Linked DNA regions of Sus scrofa: region 2 is linked to region 1. Evidence: chromatin contacts called from public Hi-C data. All regions are on one chromosome and are shown on one strand. The core of a region is the stretch at or near the end of the contact, and the rest is flanking DNA. Distances in the headings are between cores, read along the strand shown.

The links. Hi-C and Micro-C count contacts between places; a contact is called where the count stands out from the background.
Region 2: a contact with region 1 is called in a Hi-C map of epiblast stem cells, with 1.4 times the contacts expected there. The contact joins the promoter of ERC1 here to the promoter of B4GALNT3 in region 1. A contact is called at or near these places in 1 of 5 promoter capture datasets (fetal liver) and 1 of 47 Hi-C or Micro-C datasets (epiblast stem cells).

What each region holds. Positions count from the first base shown.
Region 1 is chr5:67,768,391-67,774,632 of Sscrofa11.1, reverse strand. B4GALNT3 (beta-1,4-N-acetylgalactosaminyltransferase 3) reads right to left here and starts at 2,286. Exons shown (of 22, transcript XM_021092495.1): 1 at 2,132-2,286; 2 at 2,040-2,129. The coding sequence starts at 2,207.
Region 2 is chr5:68,220,812-68,227,823 of Sscrofa11.1, reverse strand. ERC1 (ELKS/Rab6-interacting/CAST family member 1) reads right to left here and starts at 4,102. Exons shown (of 20, transcript XR_002344310.1): 1 at 3,836-4,102. It also overlaps a transcript of RAD52 not described here.

The sequences.
Region 1 (6,242 bases), core at 1,037-3,536:
ACTCCAATTGTGGTTGTATCTTTTTCTACATATGGAGCCCAAATTGCATATCACCATATCAAACTACTGGGTTATTCCATGAAGAAGCCGGAAGCACACTCCCCTGTCATTACTTTACCACCCTGGAGTCTGTAACCGCCACCTCTCCACACACTTCTTCTAGCGCCAGATCAGTGACCCACCACACAGGGACAGGCAAATGAAGGGTTCTTGGTAACAGAGGCTGGCTCTGAGATGACAGGAAGGCTGGTGGTGGAGTGAGTTGGCCGGGGCTGCCAGAGAGAGGCAGGGTGGCTTGTTGGGAAACAGAGCCAAGTCAGGGTTCTGGTTGCTGCTGTAAGCTGGGCTGTAGAAGAAGGAAGGCTCCCTGTCCCCCACCCCCAACTCCTCACATCCTAATTCCTCCTCCCATGCTTGCCCTCCAGAGGAACAGCCCAGCTGGGAGTAAAACCTATGAGACAAGAGAAGACATTGATACACCTTGTCTGAACTTCTTAAAAACAAAGGATGGGAGACCAGAGCCATTGTCCAAATCTTATTCCAAAAAGAAATCAAGGGAAGAGTGGAACACAATGGGTCAGCCCAGCATGAAAAGCCACCCTGACAGCAGGTGGGCTTCAGGGATCTAGGAGGATGCAAAGAGGATAAGAGTGGTCCATTGTGCCCAGGTATGGGCCCCGGTTAAAAATGATAGTTAGGGAAATAGAAAGCCAATTTTGGAATAAGAAGATGGGAACATTCTTCTGGAGAAGGGTCAGCTTGGAAAAGGAAACAAAGAATAAGAAAACCCAGTCAGTGAGTTAAAACTCATCTAGAGGGAAAACAAACAGACCCAGGAATTGATGGCTGAGGAGGAGGCAGAGGCTGGGAGCCAGAGTGAGAGATGATGCCTGGGCAAAGCCTTCCTCCTGGGCTGAGCTCCCTGACCCAGGAAACGCAGAGGCAGGGAGATCACACAACCTTACTGTCCACATTGAAAGGGACCTTGGAAATGATTTAGTCCAGCTTTCTTCTACCTAAGAAGCCGCCATCTTCCCCCGGACTCCTCAACCAGGTAGTTGGTGGCAGAACCAGGAATGGAATCTCAGACTCCAATGCTCAGCCAGAGTTACTGCAACTGCCACAGAGTGAGAGTTTCTGCCATAAATATCTATCTCTACCCTGAACCAGCTCAATTACCCACCCTAGTAATTCCCTGTCTTTGGCCACAAGAGGAGGCAAAGCACCACACCCAGCCCTGGGCAGAGCAGCTGACACAAGAACTTAGAGCATCTTCTCAGCAGAGTTTCATCAGTCCTTCCTCTGGGTTCCTGAAAGGGAGAATGTTTATAATTCCAGACAATGTCCTGGAATTATAAACCTCCACCCCTCAGCCTTGGGAAAGGCACCTGGTAGTTCTAGGAGTGTCTCCTTCTTCCAACTCTTCCAGCGACCTTTCACACAGTCCCTGACGCGTTGGGAGTTTTACTTTACTCCATCAGTAGTAAACTGAAAATGCTTTCAGACAGCCAAGCCCGTCAGAGGGCAAAAAAAAGACCACCCCTCTCCCGTTTTCCTAGGAGGAACCCAAGGCACAGAAAAATCAAGCGGCCCTGGCTCAGTGAAAAAGAGAAGCAGGAATAGACCCACTGTTTGGTCCGCTGAACTGGCCGCTGCTCCCTGAACAGGCTCTGGGGGTTCAGCCCACTCCGCAGGGTGCCCCACGGAGGCTGCACACAACACGCTGAGAGATGGCCAGGACCAGGAGAGGGGACCGCTGTGGTGGTGGTGGGGGGGGGACTCAGAGGAAGAGGAAGGGGCTGGGAGGGGAGTGGCGTGTGGGAAGAGGGGGAGGCGAGTGACTCCCGGAGGACCGGTTAAAATAAAGGACCCGGCCGGCGTCCCGCAGCCCTCAGCCCGGCGCCGGCCCCGCGGCTCCCCGGCCTTGCTCCCGCCGGGCGCCCGGCACCTGGAGACCCGGTCTCAGTTGGGGGGGCGGGTCCCCCAGACGCGGGAGCCGCCGGCCCTGCCTAACCCTCCTCGGCGCCCGCGCTACTTACTCCGGTTCAAGGGGTTCCCGCCGACCTGGGCCGACGCCGCCAGTTCCAGATAAAGAGTCCAGAGCCCCACGGACACCAGGGCGAGAGCAGCAGCAGCCGGAAGCGCCTTCGCAGCAGCTTGACCGGGCGCTGGAGCAACAGGAGCCGCGAGGCCCGGGGGCCCCCCATGGCGCCGCGCCCCCCAGCCCCGGCCAGATCTTAGCGCCGCGCCCTGGCCGCCTCCCCCGGCCGCTCCGCCGCGGGGAGCCGGCTCATGCTCCGCGCAGGCCCCCGGCTCCCGCGCCGGCCCGGGGCTCTCGGCGCAGCCTGGTTCCTCCCGTGGGCCCTCCGGTCTCCCGCCCACGCCGGGGTAAGGGCTAGCTGCCTGCTGCCCAGCCGCTCCTCGCTCCCTGCTCGCTCCCGCGTCTGCCCACGAGGAGGCTCCCCAGGTGCGCCCGCCCCTCCTCGTGCCCCCCTCCCGCGGCTCCGGCCGCTGCCCACCTGCCCCGCCCCCAGCCTGGCCCCGCCTCCGAACACAGGTGGGTCCCGCCCCTGAGCCGCGCCAGGAAGGGAACTGCGAGCCCTGGTCTCTCTGGTCGCCCGCGCCTCGGCCCACTAAGGGTGCGCAGGGCGCGCGGGGGCGAGTTGTGATCTGGCCTCCGCGTCTGAGGGAGATTGGGCAGAGTTACTCCCCTGGCCGAAGTGAAGTCCAAGCTGGGTAGACGTCCGGGGCGGGGGTGGGGGGGGTGGGGGGGGGTGGGGGGAGTGTTGGGGAGGCTGGGGGCCTTTCGTGGCCTGCAATGACCCGACTCCCTGCTTTAGGTAATGAGAGTTCGGAAGCCATGAACACTTAATTCAGTTAGTCCCCTCTTCCAAGTCGGATCTCAGGACCCTTCCTCTCCAGCCTTAGCACATCTCCAAGAGGCACTGGGAGAGTTATAATGGCACTCCAGCGTGAACCCCAAGTAGTTTTTCCCAGACTAGCATAACAGAGCTTTGGGGGGGAGAGTAGATGTTAAAGAGTTCTGAGGAAGAATTACAAGTAAAAAACAAAAACAGGAGTTCCACTTGTGGCTCAGCAGGTTAAGAACCTGACTCGTATTCATGAGGACCGGGTTTCCCTACCAGGCCTCGCTCAGTGAGGTAAGGATCCTGCAGTTGCCTTGAGCTGCGGGGAAGGTCGAAGATGCAGCTCAGGTCCTGAGTTGCTGTGGCTTTGGCATAGGATGGCATCTGCAGCTCCGTTTGTACCCTTAGCCTGGGAACTTCCATAGTGGGTGTGACCCTAAAAAGCAAAAAATAATAATAAAAGAAAAAAAAAGAAAAACAAAAATAGAAACCAAAAAAAAAAACCCCAAAAAACCCCAAAAAAACCCAAAACATAGAAACTCACTCCTGAGGTTAAAAAGTTCATCAAGATATTGTGAATTCCAGTCCTCTGCCTTCAGGCAGGTAAAACATTACTATCTGATTTAAATGAGATAATTAAAGTTCAGAGGAGCACAGCGGACTGCCTGAGGTCATTCAACAGTGAACAGTACAGTTTCCTTTTTCAATTTTTCTCCCGGAGAGAATGGCCAAGAGATCATGAGGAAAGCTGAGGATCAGAAGCATTCCCAGGGAGTTCCCTGGTGGCTCAGCAGGTTAAAGATCCAGTATTGTCACTGCTGTGGATTGGATTGCTGCTGTGACATGGGTTATATCCCTGGGCCAGGAACTTCCACATGCCAGGGGTACAGCCAAAAACAAACAAACAAGCATTCCCGGATATTTTAAAGCAAATGCACAACATGCAAAGAATGTTCAGTGACAGAAATTCACAGAATTCAATGCTGTTTCCCCCTCTCTCTGCTACCACTTTTGCTGGATGTTCAGCTGTCCTATAGTCTCTACTGGATTATGTAACTTTTCCTAGCTTTGCCACTCCCCCCCCAACTCCAGGCTCCCCACCTGCATTCCCCTACCATCCTCTCCATTACCACTAGGTTTTTACAATTTTTTTTTACACATCCATGCACCTCAAAATATTTAATGACTCCCTAGTGCTTACCATTAAAATGCAAAATGTTGGGTGTTCCATCGTGGCTCAGTGGGTTACAAAACAGACTAGTATCCTTAAGGATGTGGATTTGATCCCTGGCCTCACTCAGTGGGTTAGGGATCCCACATTGCCATGAGATGTGATGTAGGTGGCAGACGGCTCGGATCCCATGTTGCTGTGGCTGTGGTATAGGCTGGCAGCTATAGCTCCGATTCAAGCCCTAGCCTGGGAACCTCCATATGCCAAAGGTGGCTTCAGCCCTAAAAAGCTAACTAAATAAATAAATAAAATGCAGATGTCAATGTGGAATTCAAGATCTTCCAAAACCTCTTCCAACTTTGCGTGACCATGTGAAAGTTGCTTCAGCTAAAACGAATTCATTTACTGCCTCCAACACATTTTCCTTTTCATTTGGGTCAGGTCTGACCCCTTCTTCAAAGTCCATTTCAGGCCTATGAAGCTTTCTTGGACCAGCCCAGTCCTAAGCAGCCCCATCATCCTTGGAGCTTTCGCAGAACCGATGCTCTGATCTGTACCCACCCCCTGATAGGTACACACTCACTTTGAGTCTTGTTTCCTAACTTCTCCGTAAGGCTTCAAAGATGGGAACTGTCCATCCCCAGGACGCAGCACACCATCCATTTAGCAAGGGATACTCTGGACTAGAGTCAGCAGCCCCCAGAACTCTCAGTGTAGTTCTTTAGCAAAGGGTGAATTTGAAGGACAATTCTCTAATAATAGCCCCAAGGAAATGTCTCTGCGAAGGTCCAAACCACAGATGGGTGCACTTCCCACCTCTTCTTTCTCTCCAGAAGACCGGACAGGAGCGGCCAGAGTGCACACGCTTGGTTGAGGGAGGGGGCAGGGGACCAGGATCTCTCTCACTAGGGGCAAGCACACTGGATGTGAGGTTAAGCCACTATCGGTACTCTGACAGAGAGAGGTGGCAGCCCCACGAGTCTCTCCTCAAGGCTGGCCCTCCTGAAGAACTGCCATGCCTTCGATCAACCAAACCCTTGAAGTGTGTATTATGCGGGAACGAGAAGAGCTACAAAACAGGGAGTGTGCCATTTAGCTGAGAAAAGATATTACACTAAAATAGAAAGTTGACACTTTAAAAGTTGGGTTTCTGGTCCAAGGAGTGAATTCCAAGGAAATTCAGAAAAGGAAAGAGATCAGTCTGTACCTCTCAATCTTTCACCCTCCTCTCCTCACTCCTACTCTGTTCTTATACCTTGAACAGATGGTTTCTTTGCCGGTTTTATGGTGAGAGTGCAGGGCTGGGAAGGGGTACTGAGGCCAGGAACCCCCTGGGACACTCCCTCCCCCTTCCGTTCCCTTTCCTGCTGTGGCTGCCTCACACCAGACCCCGCTTTCAGACTCCCTATTCAAATCCCTTTTCAACTCCTAGTGACACCATAGCAGGTGAGGAGATAAACTTTGAGACCCAAATTCCTTTCTCCATTAATTGAGCTAGCTGTCATCCTCCCTCAGGTCCAGAGGTATTCATGATGACAAATTTTGGTGGCATAATATTGCCACCAAAGTCTGTCCATCATCACATCAGTTTAACTGATATTCACTGGTTCTTCTCATGCTTTTCTCCATCCTTTCACTCTCGCACTTCAGACCTGGCACTAGAATGGCCCAGGGTCACCTCACACAAATTGCACCAAGGAAAAAAATAAGTTTCAGTATGTCACCTGTGATACTGATGGGACAGTCTCTATCTTTGGCTTGGCAAGGATGTCAGCATCAAGACAAAGCACAAAGCTTCTTGCCCCAGATTACAGAGGCTTTGTAAGGGAAATCAACCTAAGCTTTCTAAAATGGGCCGAGGCTAGCCCAGGAAAACTCTGATTTGTTAAGAGGGAGGGGTGGCCAGTGACCTGTCACTGTATTAGCAGAACTCTTGTACCAGGAGCAACGCTTATCCTAGACTGTAGGGATGCCAGAATATACTAATTCCCTTAAACCTGGTGCTACTTCCCCTTTCCTAAAACCTGACATCTACTTTGTAACGTAGCACCCTTGAGCTTACAGCATGCGTATTTTATTTCTCACCGTACCGTGAGAATAGCAGGGGAGGTATTCTCCCTTTTACAGACAGGCTTCGCAAGCAAGCTCAGTTTCTTGAAGATGACCTGCACCAAGTTCACAGGACCGATGAGTGACGAAATCAG
Region 2 (7,012 bases), core at 2,853-5,352, 450 kb before region 1:
CATTGTCAGATCCTTAAACCATTGAGTGAGGCCAGGGATGGAAAGTTCATGTTCTTGGATATTAATTGGGTTCTTAACAAGCTGAGCCACAACAGGAACTCCCCATATCATTATCTGATTAACCAAAATACTTCATTCCCTTGTCTTTCTTCATCAATGTTTTTGACACAGTATGTGCAAAACAAACATTTAACAGCTCTTATACTACTTCTAAAAGCTTAAATGTAGCAGAGAAAAAGAGGAGCTATTGCAATGAAAATCTTCACTTTTTTGTTTCCAATACTAATACTGAACAGACTGACAGAGTTACCTGATTTAAGTAATTTTTTTTAAAAAGGGACACCACACAAGACTCAGAGTTGGAGTTCCCATTGTGGCACAGAGGAAAGAATCCAACTAGGAACCATGAAGTTGCAGGTTCCATCCCTGGCCTCAGCTCAGTGAGTTAAGGATCTGAGCTGTTGCCATGAGCTGTAGTGTAGGTCACAGATGCGGCTCAGATGCTGCATTGCTGTGGCTCTGGCATAGGCCAGCAGCTACAGCTTCAATTCGACCCCTAGCCTGGGAACCTCCACGTGCCGCAAGTGCGGCCCTAAAAAGCAAAAAAAAAAAAAAAAAAAAATATATATATATATATATATATATATACATAACAAAGATATCACAGTAATGACTAGTAAGTGATATTTTTTCTTTTTGTCATTTCTTGGGCCACACCTGAGGCATATGGAGGTTCCCAGGCTAGGGGTCCAATCGGAGCTGTAGCCGCCAGCCTACACCACAGCTCACGGCAACACCGGATCCTTAACCCACTGAGAAAGGCCAGGGACGGAACCCGCAAGCTCATGGTTCCTAGTCGGATTCGTTAACCACTGAGCCACGACGGGAACTCCAAGTGATATTTTTCAAAAAATAAAATGTACGAATCCAACTAGGAACCATGAGGTTGTGGGTTCCATCCCTGGCCTTTCTCAGTGGGTTAAGGATCCGGTGTTGCCGTGAGCTGTGGTGTAGGCCGGCGGCTACAGCTCCGATTGGACCCCTAGCCTGGGAACCTCCATATGCCTCAGGTGTGGCCCAAGAAATGGCAAAAAGACAAAAAATAAAATGTACCATTTTTCTCAGGGATGAGAAATTCGAAAGAGAAATAGATCACTTCTACCCTACACTTTTCCCCCAGATTTTAAGACTGCATTCCTACTAAGAGTCACATCCCACTGTTGGCCATGAAAATATCATCTTAGCAATATATATTCGCAAAGTTTCATCTGGTACCTTAGTTCACATTTGTTCCCATGCATACCCAATGAAATGTGTGTGTGTGTGTGTGTGTGTGTGTGTGTGTGTGTATATATATATATATTTTTTTTTTTTAATGGCCTCACCCATAGCATATGGAAGTTCCCAGGTCAGGGACTGAATCCAAGTCATAGCTACTACATACGATGCAGCTGGGGCAACACCACCAGATACTTTAACCCACTGCTCTGGGCTGGGGATCAAACCTGCTGTGATCAGTTTCTTAACCCAGTGTGCCACAGTGGGAATTCCTCAAAGTATAATTTAAAAGCCAAAAATAGTTATGTGAATTTTAATTTCCCCTTCTAAGTGACTAATCCAAAATCAAAACTATTAGTGTACCAACTTATAATTTGATCTGTCCAAATACAATTAAAACTTTTGCTTATAATTACAAATTGGACCACACCCTTTCTTACCTAATAGCTATTAAATCTTCTGTTTCCTATAAGTTTCTTCAAGCAGAAGTATTTGTTGGAAGGTAATAGTCTGCTCATTAAGTAAGCATGTTATAAAAGGTGGTGATCTGCAACTACTGACACTCACTTTGTATATTTCTCTCTTGGGTTACAGGAAAGCACTCCTCTGGCTATGTTCCCAAATTGCATAAACCTTGGGAAAGTCAATGCTTAAATTCCATTTCATGACGCTTTCTCTTCCTTCATAAATTAATTATTGAAAGTCATGCCTACTTCCATCCATTACATAAATGTCCATTACCAGACCTGTTTTTGTTTTTGTTTTTTGCTTTTTAGGGCCGCACCTGCAGCATATGGAAGTTACTAGACTAGGAATCGAATCAGAGCTACAGCTGTTGGCCTACACCACATCTACTGCAACACCAGATCCAAGCGGCGTCTACAACCTACACCACAGTTCACGGCAATGCTAGATCCTTAACCCACTGAGCATCGAGGACATGGATGGAACCCGCAACCTCAGGGTTTCTAGTCGGATTCGTTTCCACTGCGCCATAATGGGAACTCCTGCGGACCTGTTTTCTAAGCAAGTAATAAATTAACCAATAGATATAGATAAGGCCCATGTAATCAATGAGGGAGCAGAAATTCAGAAAAAAAAGATTGATTTAATGTGCTAAGTTGTGAAACAGTGATGTGAAGCATGATGAACAGTGTTTTCTCTTAATAACACCTATTCAGTGACACATGCCCTCAAAATGTAATTAAAGAGCAATTTAAAACCATCTGACTCCAAGAACATTTCTTAGAAACAGGAAACTACCCAAAAAAATTATTCTACTTCACTTTTTTAAAAAAATCATATTGGGGTATAGCTTATTTACAGCCCCATCACATTTTTTTTTTTTTTGGCCGTCCCCCGGGGGGAGAGGGGGTGTATATGGAGTTCCCATGCCAGGGATCAGATCTGAGCCACAGTTCTGACCTAAGCTGCAGCTGCCACAACACCGGATCCTTAGCCCACTGTGACAGGCAGGGGATGGCACCTGTATCCCAGGGATCCCAAGACACTGCGGATACTGTTGCACCACAGTGGGAATGCCACATCCCCGTCACTTTTAAAGTGTCTAATAAAGACATATGCAACTGAGAAATAAAAATCATTTCTAATAATTAAGTGTTAAACACAAAATACCTAAATGTCAAGGTCTACTAAGAAATGAGTTGTAAAAGAAAACTGGGCTTTAAAACATTTAAACATTTTTCATATAACCAGCGCCAACAGAACTGTTCAAACTGTTCATTTCATCCATCCAAAGTAGTCAACAACAACCACCTGCAAACTACTCCTCAGAAATGTGTCTTCCAAAGCAACCACCTGATCCTCAGGCCTTCTCTTACGGGGCTAGGATAAAGCTTAAAAATGAGATCATTTGGGCACAAAAAAAGAGTGGAAGATAACGCCTTTAAGGGACTAAGTGGAATGGGACCTATTCCCTACTGTTGCTGCCAGAATGAAGTTGTCCTAACCGAAGATCTCGCTTTTCCTGAAGGGTATAAAACTCCAAATTCAGCCACGCTTACAATTTATCCCCCCTGAGCGAAAGGCAGATAGAGTTTCTTCCCTCCTCGACCCCACCAGCCACGCCAGGAGCAAAAAAAAGAAAAAAGACCCCAAACCCTCAAGCAGAAACGTGAGACCCAGAGCAACATCTTCTCCAACTGCCTCAAAGGCAAGCAAGCATCCACTGCTCATCTCCCTTTTGGAATCCCACCATCTCCTACCTTAACATTTCACAGAAGGGAAAAACCCAGAATCCTCACCTCCTTCACCACTGTACATCGGTACCCAAAACCCACATCCACCCTGACCGCACCCCAGCTTCCTCGGGGCTCCCCGATGCCTGCATCTCCTCTGCCTCGCCCGCAACATCACGCCGCGGGCCAGCCACCCGCGCTCCCAGGCACCCGCAGCCCCCGCCGGTCCCCGCCGCCGCCACGGCGCCGCCGCCCCGAGACCGCCCGGGTGGGGCCCGCCGGTGGGCTGGGTGGGGCCGCCCTCACGACGCCCCATCCCCCCGGCAGGGCGCGGAGGGGGAGGGGTCCCCGCGCCTCACCTACGGCTCCGCCCTCCCCGGGGGCGCGCTGCCCTGCCCCGGCCAGGGCCGTGAGGAAGACCCGGCGGAGGAGAGCACGGGGGCCTAGCGCCAGCGACGGGCGGGAAGCTTCAGGCGCTGCCCGACTCCGAGCTGCCGCCACCGCCGCCGTCTCACCCTCCTCAGGGCTGCCGCTCCCGCTGCCGCCCGGGAGCCGCCGCCACTACCGCCGCCGCCACCGCCGCCACAGCTCGGCCTGGGCGCCCGACGTCATCGCGCCCCGCCCCCTGCGCGAGACTCCAGCCCCGCCCCTGGCTGACGTCACTAGAGCCCCGCCCCCGCTGGCCGCGCCCGCTGGCCTTCCCGCAGCCTCCTGGGAGAGAGATTCAGCAGCTCCCAGGCTTCGGGCGCCTTCCAGGGGCCGGCGGGCGGGCGGCTCCGCGCTCCGCGGCGCACACGCGCGCACTCGCCGCGCGGGCGGGTGGCGCCTGTCTCCTCCCGCTTGCCGTAGGATGCTGCGCCGTACAAGCTGTGGGCCCCCGCCTCGCGGGCGTGTCGCGGACATCCTGGCCGGACCGCTGGTAGGAGGCTCGGAGCGCCGTGTTGCTCGCTCTCTCGCCCGCCTCTGCTGAACTTCCGGGCCTGGGCCCTCCGGCTGCCCGCAAGCGGGCGCAAGTCCGGAGCTCGCCGAGACCCGCCGCCTTGGTCCACGCGGCAGCCGGCCGCGCGCGTCAGGCGCCCCAGTCCTCAGGTGCCGAAGCGCCGCTGGAACCGCGCTCTGTTAATGTAAGGATGTAGGTAAGCTGAGAGAGTGAGAGGGACGCTGATTAGGTTTATTTCGCGCCTGCGGGTGTGAGCGGTGGAGTCAGGCTCAGTCTCTACCACAGTTACCCAGTCTGCCCTGCCTCAGGACCTCACCGTCACTTTCCCTCCCCTCGGCGTTCTCACTCACCGCATCCACATCCCGCCCGGGCTCACTCGGGTTCCTGCGGTTCCCGGTCTGCTGGACAGTCGCCCCCTTCAGTACGTTCCACACGTGGCGGCCCACTATTAGGACACTAGGTCTTGCAGTTAAGCACCCTAAAATATTTCATTTTCTCGGGCATGTGACTACTCGCTTATGAAAAGCCAACCTTTTTTGACTGTTTTTCAAGATCTTCCTCATCTAACTGCTGATCTGCCGTCCTGCTCCCCCGATTTTTAACATGGTGAAGTAAAAGCAAAGCAAAGCGGACTCGTCGTATCTTTGCAGTTTCTATTCTTCCACTTTCTGCTTGTGTGACCACGGGAAAATCACATTATTTCTAGGTCCTACTTTTCTTAACTGTAAAGTGGGGTGTGAACTAGATAGCTCAGATCTGTCATATCCCTTTGTGGATCTGTAGGTGGTAAGATGCTAAGCATTAAGTTCTACACACACAGGAATACTGTCAGTATCACAGACTTGGAATTTTCTTTTTTTGCCATTCCACAGTTGTTTCTCCCCCAGGTACCTCTTTTTAAACCTACATTTAGGATTTTTTTTAATTAAAGCTGGCTGAGTACTAGCATTAATTGCCTCTTCTTCCTGAGACCCATTAAAATACTAATAAAGGAATGGGGGGAAAAAAAAGCATACAAAACAGAACCTGGGAAGGAAGCCACCAAAATATTTTTTTTGTAATTTTTCACACAGAAAGTGAGTGAAGACTGATTAAAACAAAAATGGAAGAATCCGTAATGTGAAATAGATGTAGGGGGATACTGCAACCGTGAAAGGAGACCTCCCTGCCAGAAGTGATATAGAAAAACAAATTTTGAGACAGTGACGGAGCAAGAGTGAGAAGCAGGGCTGAAAACAAGGAAACCAAAAATCTCTGAACAGCAGAACCCTCCCTTTACCTTTGATAAAATAGCTAAGCATTTATCCTAAGCTAGAAGTCAAGAGTATTCGTAATCTTTGGGGAGAGTGTTTAATGACTAAGAGCAAAGCATTCTTTATTCTGACACAATAGGCAGTTTCCTAAAAACTCACCCTAGAGTGAAACTGCAAGTTGACAAGACCCTCCCAAGTTCTAAAGATTTGTCATCAGCATCCAACTACCTCATCTTAATATGAACAGTCAACCAAAGACTGTTAGAAGTCTCCAGCTTGGGGCTGGGGGAAGGAAGGGGAAGGATAAACAGAAAATATGACTATAGAAGAAATGGAAACTTCAAAAAACTTTAAAAAACAACAACAGGGAGTTCCCGTCGTGGCTCAGCGGAAACAAATCAACTAGGAACCATGAGGTTGCGGGTTCCATCCTGGCCTCGATCAGTGGGTTGGGGATCTGGCATTGCTGTGACCTGTGGTGTAGGTCAGATCCTGCTTGGCTATGGCTGTGGCATAGGTCGTCAGCTACAGCTCCGATTCGACCCCTAACCTGGGAACCTCAATATGCCACAGGTGCAGCCTTAAAAAGACAGAAAGGCAAAAAATATGTATTTGGTCATTCAGATGAATAAAATATATCTCTCATATATATTTATTTGGTCTTCATCCAAGGCTCCTGACTCACAGTTCTCGAAACCCTTGGCATTTCCTAAGGGATAAGTGAATGGGAACTCCACTGCTGATTTGCTGCCATCCTGCTTCCCCCACTAAAACTGAATGTTTGGTCTCTACTCAGTTCCTGAAGTCACTTTGAAAACCATAGAGGTGAAATGGGTGTCTTGTTATTTATAACAAACCCCTTTCTACCACAACATAATTTATGTTAATGAGGTGATTTTAAGAAAGTCCTAAGAATTGGGGCTTGTCACCAAAGGACCCAAAGGTGAATAGAGGGTTAGAACTTTCAGCCCCACCCACTGACCTCCAGGGAGGGGAGGGTCTAGAGGTTGAATCAATTGCCAATAGCCAATGATTTGATCAGTCATGCCTATGTCGTGAAGCCTCCACAAAACTCAAAAGGGCAGGGTTCAGAGAGCTTCAGGTTGGTGAACACCTGGAGAAGTGGGAAGAGTGACACACCAGGAGGGCATGGAAGCTCTGCACCCTTTCCCCACACCTTGCCCTATGCATCTCTTCTAGCTGGCTGTTCCTTATATAAAATCCATCTATAATAAACTAGTAATCCATTATGTAAAAATGTTTCTCAGTTCTGTGAGCCCTCTGATAATCAAACCCAAAGAGGGGGTCATGAGAACCTCTGACTTACAGCCAGTCAGTCAGAA